2 separate regions of the Gossypium hirsutum genome follow, and region 2 is linked to region 1. The links are chromatin contacts, called in public Hi-C maps. All regions are on one chromosome and are shown on one strand. Each heading gives the region's core, a stretch centred on a gene start, on an enhancer-like site or on the middle of the called end of the contact. The rest is flanking DNA. Distances are from core to core; before and after follow the strand shown.

The links. A called contact is a pair of places that touch in the nucleus more often than the background predicts.
Region 2: a Hi-C map of leaf shows a contact between it and region 1, with 1.6 times the contacts expected there. The contact joins the promoter of LOC107921410 here to the promoter of LOC107920686 in region 1. A contact is called at or near these places in 2 of 34 Hi-C or Micro-C datasets (both in leaf).

What each region holds. Positions count from the first base shown.
Region 1 is chrA08:37,625,030-37,630,089 of Gossypium_hirsutum_v2.1, reverse strand. It overlaps LOC107920686 (CBL-interacting serine/threonine-protein kinase 21), which reads right to left and starts at 2,361. Exons shown (of 14, transcript XM_016850602.2): 1 at 1,840-2,361; 2 at 1,652-1,714; 3 at 1,498-1,569; 4 at 1,290-1,397; 5 at 1,126-1,197; 6 at 970-1,023; 7 at 694-819; 8 at 525-614; 9 at 321-446; 10 at 144-251; 11 at 1-53. The coding sequence starts at 2,001.
Region 2 is chrA08:38,061,252-38,066,237 of Gossypium_hirsutum_v2.1, reverse strand. LOC107921410 reads left to right here and starts at 3,346. Exons shown (of 9, transcript XM_041075903.1): 1 at 3,346-3,665; 2 at 3,882-4,986. The coding sequence starts at 3,999.

The DNA of each region.
Region 1 (5,060 bases), core at 1,112-3,611:
GTTTCATTAACTGTATGCTTGGATCCAATTGTGGTTCTCTGCCTTTTGCCATCCTGTGTAAGAAAACAATAGTTTACTTAATGTAGGAATGAACTAAGAATGCTTGTCTGATGTGAATCTTGATTTTGATTTAACAGACTTGCCTGTCCTTCAAAGAGACCTGATAAATCCAGATCATGTGACATTGCTATCAACTGAAATGCATTTATGAAATTTGAGAATTTGTGGGTCTTCATCTCTGCGTTTTGTTCCTGTATGGTATTTTAGATGTTTAGATGAAGCTTGAAACTCTTTATGTTGATACCAATTTCAGACTTTACCTCAACTGTATCAAAGGTGACACTAACATCATCCAGGTCTATTTTCCCTTCGTATTCATAGCCGCACGAAGGCGTATAATCTGTTTGAAACCATGCATCTTCAATGATTTCTGGAATTGTTATCCTCTGTATAATATAAAGAGAAATTATTGTTTTGTTTTTAATTTGGAAATCATATCTCAGAGATTGTCTTGGAGTTAATACCCTTTTTGGATTCGGATCAAGTATTCGCGCAATCAGCTTCCTCTGAGGTCCTGTAAACCATGGCGGACATGTGTATTCTGCTCCAGATATCTTCACAGAAGTAGAAACATCAGTGAAAGGTACCTTATTGTACCTGATGAAGGTTATTCTTCTATATGCAGATGCAAACCTTCTTGTATAAAACAACAAGATTACGATCATCAAATGGTAAGTAGCCAGCAAGCAGTTCAAAAAGGATGACACCACAAGACCAAATATCAGCAGTTGCTCCATCATAGCCCTTATTTGCAAGTAGCTATTACCAAAAAATGAATCATGAGCCTAATCTGGTAAGATTGCTTTGTTAAAGAACAGTTAGCTGTTGGTCTATAATTCTCTACGAACTTTTGTTCTCTTGTTAATTTAAACAGTTTAGAACAAATGAACAAGAAGTGATATGTCTTACCTCCGGTGCTACGTAGCATGGCGAGCCACACGCTGTAGTTAGCATATCTCCAGGCTGCACTTCATGTGAACTTTTAGCCAAATTTCCACAATAATGGTTTGGAATTAATCAGAACTGATGAAAATTTATTTAAGTAAATAGAAAGGCTGTGGCTACCTTCCTTAGAGCACTCAGTCCAAAATCAGTTACTTTAAGGTTTCCCTTACTGTCCAAAAGCAAATTCTCTGGCTATATAGAAACGATTGATCCAAATGTTAATTGGTTTAAGTGACCTTTCTTTGCTCATTTGTGAAGATAGAAAAACTGTATGTTAGACATACCTTTAGATCTCTGTGGTAGACTCCTTTTCCATGGCAATGGTCCACTGCATCTATTAATTGCTGGAAAACTTTTCTTCCCTCTGGTTCACTCAATTTTTTAGCATAAGACTGTATTGTAAGGGAAAAAGGATTAAAATTGTAAATTGAAAATTGAAAAGCTTTACACCAAAACTTTATTGGATCCCTGGTGCAGTCTGATAAGTCTTACCAATTTGTCTGAAAGTTGCCCTCCTGATATGTACTCCATTATTATGTATATCTTCGTCTTGGAGCCAATAACCTGCAACCAGGTTTTACCTCTAATGATAGATTAGGGTGCAAGAATTGGTACCAGTCGATCAATCCAGAAAACAAAAACATACCTCATATATTCTTACAACATTGGGGTGATGTAGAAGCTTCATGGTCCGGATCTCGCTTTGTACCTGAAATTTGAGTATTGATTTCTTAGCTGCAATATATATATATATTTCTTTTGGTATATTTGTCAGGTTGGAGACGGCAATGGAGGACAAGAAGACATATAACAAAGCAAGGGTTGGATACTCGCCTGATACTTGAGATTGCTTTCCAGCACCATGGCCTTATCGATAATCTTGATGGCAACATGATGACCGTTGGTGGTATCCACAGCCAGCTTGACCTTGGCAAAGGTACCTTCTCCAATAGTTCTACCTAGCTGATACTTACCTATAGTTGTTGCAAGCCCCATAATATATTTCAAAAACGAAAGTCAAATCTAATCTTCTCCTGTAAGCCTCAGAAAAACAAGAAATCTCAATCCTTGCCCCTGTTCCGAGAGAAACAATCAGTCGTTCCTCCTAAACTCCTTGCAGATGTTCCTTGTATCCTGTGTGCTCCAAATCTATTGTAAAAACAAATCTGATTTGGCTTAAGTTGGAAGGTCGTAACACATGCGTTTTATTGGCTACTTTCATGTCTGCGTGTTCTTAAAAAGCCTAATAGATATGAGAATTATTATAATTCTTAAAGTGTAATAATATTGTCCTCAACCTATGAAGTGGTTGAAAACTTTGCTTGAGCTTCAGATTGCATGGAAGGGAAGATGAGACGGCTGGTTGGTGAGACTGAAGTTTGCATGTTTTGAATTTGAATGGAAGTTAGCCGTTGTGTCAAAACTAGAGTTTCTTTGGCGTGCTTTTATTTTCTCAATCTTTAGTCTCAACTTGGTCTTGGATTAGAACTGCCATGATTTAAATGTGCTCCCCATCTTTTATATTTCTACTTGAATTTTTTTTCCTGCCTCATCATTATTTCTTTGTTTTCGGTATTCGTCATTTTCTTCTTCACTGCTTTTTATGCAAGATACAGTAGTTGGTGCGAGATTTGATAATGAATTTTTCCATTTTTTAATTCCAATCACATTTCTCACATTTCAGGACCAGCCCAACTCTTTTGATTCGATCAGTGTGAACTCTGAAGAGAAGGCCTCAATAGAACTTGGAGGATTGACTTGAATGCCATGAACAAGACCCCTGTCAAAATTATATTTTCTTTATTCATTTCATTTTCAAGATCAACAAAACCACTCATGCCCTGTAATGCAAGAGAATCTATGGATAAGATATTGACTATCGTAAATATTTTTGGAATCGAAAAGACTATTCCACCCATTTCGTCAAGATAAACAAGATACATTAACAAGACGCATTCTATCATAACTCATTGCTGCCAAGAAAAAAATCCAACACCGATAAAGCCATAAGACATTATTTGTAAAGTAGCTCCGTTGAGACCCGTATCAGTTATCAAATCAATTCCTATAATTATAAAACCCATATGAGATACGGAGGAATAGACTATTCTTTTTTTTTCATTCCTATGACCAAGAGATGTTGAAGCTGCATAAATTATTTGCATTGTACCCACTATTATCAACCATGGAGAAAATATGGAATGCGCATGGGTAATAATTCCATAATATGGAATGCGATGGGTAATAATTCCATATTGATCCGAACTAATTCATATGCTTCCATTTTTAATAAAATTCTGGCTAAAAGCAAACAAGTATTGTAATAGGCCTCCCCCTAGATATCTGGTAACCACGTATGGAAGTGTATAATCGACAATTTGACAGCAAAAACAATAAGAAATCCAATATAGAATATTATTTCCAGTGTGACAGGATATGATTGATTAGCTAAGTTTTGGCTCGTTTTCCTATAATCTATAATATAGAAAAAATTCGCTAAACTTATTGCACAAACTTTTCATTGATCAATTCTTGTTCATTGGGATTTAATCCGAATCACGATATCATTTTCTTGTTCTTGAATGAGTTTCATCAATTTTTTATTCAATTTTTTTAAGTTTATGCTGTACCCCGAGTAAAGATCCGCCCGATTTTGATTTGCGCATGTAGGACAAATGACCTAATACCACATCTTTTTGCTATGATTTCATTTCCTTTTTTATTTTAATTTAATTCCTATTTCTTTCATGTTTTCTGTCAAATATTCAACGTATTTCTCACATTATTCAATTGATTAATAGTTTGAAATCGTTCTTATTTCTATTTCGAATTTGTAAATAAAAAAGATTTATGATTATGATATAGGTGGTAATTATAAATGTATTATCAATTGAATTTTTTGTAAACTGAGCCTAAATGTTTTATTTGTTCGGTCGAACCAAGCTAATCATAAATCATTGAAAATATTAATATGCCTTACACCCATTTATAGAGGAATAATATTAGCCACATTTGAGATTTCCTTAAAATTTATAAGGATGTAGGGACAGCTCAAAACACATAAAATGGAGACAGCTCCTAGGGGTGGAGAAGGGTAGCCATAAATTGTGAAGGAGTTAACATGCACGATCACAATCACATGGTAGGACTCTTCAAAAGCCCAAGTCATAGGGTGTTTGGCTGACGGGTGGGCAGGTTGATCGGGTTGGTGTTATGAGGTTCACAATGTTTCTTTGGATATAGGTGTGGTATGAAAGTTAGCTACGGCTTTTGAATTTCATCCTTCATATACATATTCACTCGTAATTATGCAAGGTCAACTATATTTAAACTCGGATAAGTTTTCTTTTCTAAAATTGTTTCTGATTAATTATTATTCATTCAATTTCAGAAAAATATTTTTATGTTTAAATTTAAATAATTTTTTAATTAATAAATAACTCAGATCGAAACTAAAATTTCCTAATCCAAATTCGATCTAGATTTATAGGATCAGGCGTGGAGCCCGACTTCCAGGGGGTATGTTCTGAATACATTGCATTATACTTTGGGATTTGATACCTAGTATTTTAATGCTGTTTTTTGTATTCTGAAAATGTTAGAATATATCAATTTATCTATTGATGTTTATATTTTGAAAATGTTTAATATTTTATTTAAAATTTTAAATTATTATATAATCTTTAGAATTAATTTATTAGTGAAGTTAAATTAATCGATAAACATTTGACATATATATATTTTTAAATTAACAATTTCAGATGAATGATATGGTATTGTGAAAAATATAAAAAACTAAAATAGAAGACAAACAATCAAACTTAAACAATATAAGTTTGACTTTAGAAAAAAAAATCAACCTGCATCTGATTTTTCTCGAAGGAGATTTAAACAGCAAAGTTTTAATAGGTTGTGCTAACAAGTTTTAACTCCTAAATTTTCAATTATTTCTCCTTAGATTTTTCAAAAAAGTTTCTTATTTTATACAAGCAAATTTATTTTTAGAAATTACGTCTCTCGCTTTTCTTATTGAATAATGGCTTGATTTTGGTTTT
Region 2 (4,986 bases), core at 2,097-4,596, 440 kb before region 1:
AATATGGTTGCTAAGAGAGCTATGGTTTGTGATAAGCCTAATAATCATACATTCAATTGTAATGAAAGGAAGCTTTATGGTCGACTTGATAGGGATAAGTTTTTTTATTTACTCAAAGATGTTAAGGTTGTTGGAAAAAATTCAGTTCGAAAACAATTTTTTTGCACAGTAGAAAAATAAAATTTTGAAAATCAATCCGATTTGTGATATTTATAGCAATAAACTTTTCCCAAAAAGTACTTGTTATTTGTGCGAGACGATTCCTTAACGTTCCTAGCCTTCAACCGAATGACCTTCTCTGTTATTCTCGTACCATGAATCGCTTCGAGTGTGGGCTCGAATAATTACAAATCAAACACAGAACCAACTATAATTTTCTTACTTTTAGTAGGAAAGCAAATCTCTCTCTCTCTCTTTCTCTCTTATAGAAACTGATAAAATTATTATTCCCAGAAAATAGAATTTATACTTAGTCATAAATTCTCATTATTTTTAGGCAAAATAACAATACCTCAAAGTTGTATGTTTTTGGCCCTACTAATGTCATCTATTTATAGAGAGAGATAAATGAACCTCAATTGAATTGGAAGAATACAAATAATATTTATTTAATAGAAAAACCAATCCTCTAGTTGAATTAGGAGAGAAAGCGGCTATCCCTAGTTACATACAGTAGGGTTGCTGCCTCTCATAAATATTATGAAAGGTTTTGGGTCTCTCTTGTATCAAGTTCAATAGGGTTGCTGCCTCTCATAAATATTATGAAGGGTTTTAGGGCTCTCCTGTATTAAGTCCAATTATAAGTGCTTCCTAAATTTGGTATTTTTAGCATCAATTGGACTAAATTTGCAAATCATGAAAAAAAATGGTATTTATGAATGCATAAAAGGTACCAAAATGGAAATGGAATGTTTATAAGATTGGTATGACATATTTATACTATTACAGGGATTGAAATGGTATGATTACAATAATAATGCCCATATGAACTTAGTAAATGATTTGGATACATATGGCATGGCATTAAGGTTAAATATGGAAACAAGCAAGGATTTACATGGTTATATGAGATCCAACATTTGTTGTGAATTCTCGGTTTATATTTATTGATCGTTTAGCCTAGACTGTAACCTCGATACAATATTAGCTTGTGTGAGCATCCCTGATCCATGTTAGCTTGTGTGAGGATTATATTTCCATGTATCCGAGTCCGTTTTATTATAATTACACTTGCCGATGTTTAAATGATTGGAAATTGAATTTAGATTATGAATTGAAAATGAAATGGTATTGATGAAATTTGATTCATAGATTGTTATGTGATTATGTTTTAAATGTTGGCGATATTATGATCTGAGATCGTATCTAATGTCTTCGATTTGAAATGTTGTTACATGTATAGATATGTATTCAGATGCCAAGGAAATTTAATTTGATAGCTTATTGAATAATTGTTATGTTTAATTAATCAAGGTAAGTTTTAGTTTCTATACGAACTTACTAAGCATTGTATATGCTTGCCCTGTTGTTTTTCCTTTTTCTTGTAGATCACTTTGCGGAACAAGTTAATCCAGATCGACATTGAAGCTCATGCTAACCTGTTTTTGAATCGGTAGCTTTTTGTCATTTTAAGTCTAAGATTGTGACATGTATTTAAGTGTCTTAAAGTGTATGTATCTATATGTGAATATGTATACTTGTGTAAGCTTGTTTTACCATTACCTAGTATGTTTGAATTGAAGTTTAATTATTTTCTTCATATATGGTTGAAATGCATGATTTGTTAACGATTGGTGCCTAGTTGAAATGACATATTTTTTGTTGATATGTTTGAGAAATGTATGGTGTTTGAAATGACATGTTTTGGGATGGTGTAATGTTGTTAATGCTTGAAGTTTCATAGCCAAATTGTTAGATGAAATGACATCAGATTGTTTAGGTTTGAATGATGAGCAATGTGATGATTCAACTATTAGGCATGTTTGAATATGAAGTTGGCATAGATAAGTTAGGTATTTGGTTACTTGGTTTGGAATACATTTGGATGATGTGTAATAGTTGAACTTATTTTAAATTGATCTTGTTTTGAATTGGTAAATGACATGTTTTAGTAGGAAATATATGTATTTGGCATGTTTCTGAATGATCAAATGGTTTAATAGGTTTAGTTGAGAGTTTTGAAATTGATACCAAATGGTTTATTTTTACCAAATACAAAGTCCATGTCTTGATGAGAAACATTCCTCGTCGCAACGTCGATCGACAATGAGTCACATCGCGATGTAGGGTGGCTTGAGGTTTTGAAGTGGCAAATTGTTTGGCAACGTCACAACATGGAGGAGGTGACTTCACGACATCAACCTTGAATTTTCAATACTTAAAAATTTGTTACATTTCATGCTCGGGTCAACAAACGAGCTTTCGTAAGCTTGATTAAGGCTTGGATTCAATTGTATATCATAATGTGAATGTGTTTATGATATGATTGAATGATTTATTTATGGTAGTTGCTCCGGCAACGGATGTGACATCCTGTAGCTCGAACCTGGCGACTGAGTCGAAAAAGGGATGTTACAAATTCCGTATATCAAAATAATATTTTCAACATATAATTATTGAGAAATACCTAAAATGCCCTTATGTGACAAAATTCTCATTTTCCCTATTTTTTACCTTTCAATACAATTTCTTCACAAAAGTAGACACTCAATCCCTCAAATTCCATATTCACATTTAATTCTTTATAAAAGTCACTATATAGTGAAAATTACACTTTTTTTCTTCTCTCGATGAAAATAAGAAAATTTATAATTTAATTTCCATACTTTATTTTTTTTTCTATTTGGTCTAAAAAGTGATTTTCATCACATCAATACATGTTTCGACTTATTCTTATACTAATTAATTAATAATAATTCACATTTCTAGTTTCCAACTTTTTAAAATTTCCAATTTAGTTTTTTTGCGACATTCTCGCATCAACCATAGTTTTCATTGATTTCCCTGTCCAACATGAATTTCCCTTTCATAAAAATTATTTATCTAACTCATTTTCCAACTTTTCTCAAACTTTCTCGGTATTCAACCTTGGAAAAGTACTAAATGTTATACCTGAATTTTAAGGTGTTGGATTTTTTTCAATAACCCAACAGGAAAAACTCTTTCATGATGTCCAATCAAAGGACAAAAAGGTGTAAATGATTTAATAGATAAAAATTAAAAATAAAAATAAATTTTTCTAAAATTTTTTTAAAATTGAATCACTTAATAAGAAACTTTCTAATAATTGAAAAATTAAAAATAATGACTCTATAGCACACGGGTCGAGGGAGGAGATAATAAATAGGGGAAAAGGAAGAAGGGAGAAAGAAAAGGGTGAGTGAAGAGATGGTTGTGCCACGTGGGACGTTACCTGGCGTACAGCCTTGGCATGGCATGGTATCATTCCAAAAAAATTCCATTTGCGTTTGGGCTATGCCTCTCCTCCTCTTCTTCTTCTCCTTCTTCTTTACCTTCAATTTCTCCAATTCTTCTTGAATTTTTAGATTAGCCCATATTCTCGTTCATTCTTCCTTTCATAAATATACAGAAAGCCTCACCCAATCATGCAGAGAGAGAAAACATTAAATAAATAAGTTTTTTCCCCTACAATCCCCATTTTTCAGGTACTCTTTCTTTTTTCTGGCTAAATCTGATTTCGGGTTTTTCTAATTGAATCTGGAAACTGTTAAATTTTGCTGGGGCTTGTTTAAGCTGTTGTTGATGAATTTGGTCGGTGATAGATTTTTTTGTTTGCTCAGTTGGATTATATTTAGTTTTTTCCTTTTGTGTTGAGAATCTGAGAGATTTGATGATTTCTGGCACTCTTTTTGAGTTACCAGGTGGAGAATCAATCTGTTGCTGGTGTTAAAATTAGTGAACTTGGAAATTTGGTTGACAAATTGGTAGAGTTTCGATTATGTTTTACATGGTGTGAGCTTAAAAGCGAAAACCTTCCCATGTGTAATAAGGGAATAGTTGATCATCAACAGCAGCATAATAATCAAGCTGTGTATTTGATGGATTCACCTTCATCAACCCCGGTAGCTGCCCTGGCTTCTTCCATCCCTAGTTCCAATGATGAACCCCCGCGTCTAAAATTCTTGTGTAGCTTCTTAGGTAGCATTTTGCCTCGACCACAAGATGGGAAATTGAGGTATGTTGGTGGAGAAACGCGAATTGTAAGTCTGCCGAGAGATATTAGTTATGAGGAGTTGATGAATAAGATGAGGGAGCTTTATGATGCAGCGGCGGTTTTGAAATATCAGCAGCCTGATGAGGATCTTGATGCTTTAGTGTCAGTTGTGAATGATGATGATGTGACTAACATGATGGAGGAGTATGAGAAGTTGGGTGCAGGCGATGGGTTCACTAGGCTTAGGATTTTTCTATTTTCTCATCCTGACCGAGAAGGTTCATCACACTATGTTGATGGGGATGAGAGGGAGACTGAGAGGAGGTATGTGGATGCTTTGAACAGTTTAAATGAGGGTTCTGATTTTAAGAAGTGTGACTCTCCTGTGATGGCTCCAGTTTCCGATGATATTCATTTAGCTGAACAATTCTTTAACGGTGTGAGTGTTGATGGTAGCCTTCATAGCCAGAGGAATGCTGAGATGTTGGTGCCGCCTTATAACTTGCATCATCTTAATATTCCTCAAATGGGATCCGGGCAACTACTGCCCCCAGTTCCTCAGAGGTACAATGAAATGGAAGGTACATGGAGTCCTGCTTACTATTCTCCTAGGCATCATGGGCACCATGATCCCAGAACGCTATCAGAGTTTCCGCCTTCACCCTCTTCATCTCGTTACCGAGTACCGTTTCCAGAATTAGCAGACAAATGCCTGGACAGATTGCCTGAGGAATATGTGAGGCAGCAATTAAGTCATCATCCCCAATATGAGCACCAGCCGCAGTTTTCAGATAATGTAATATGGATGCCAA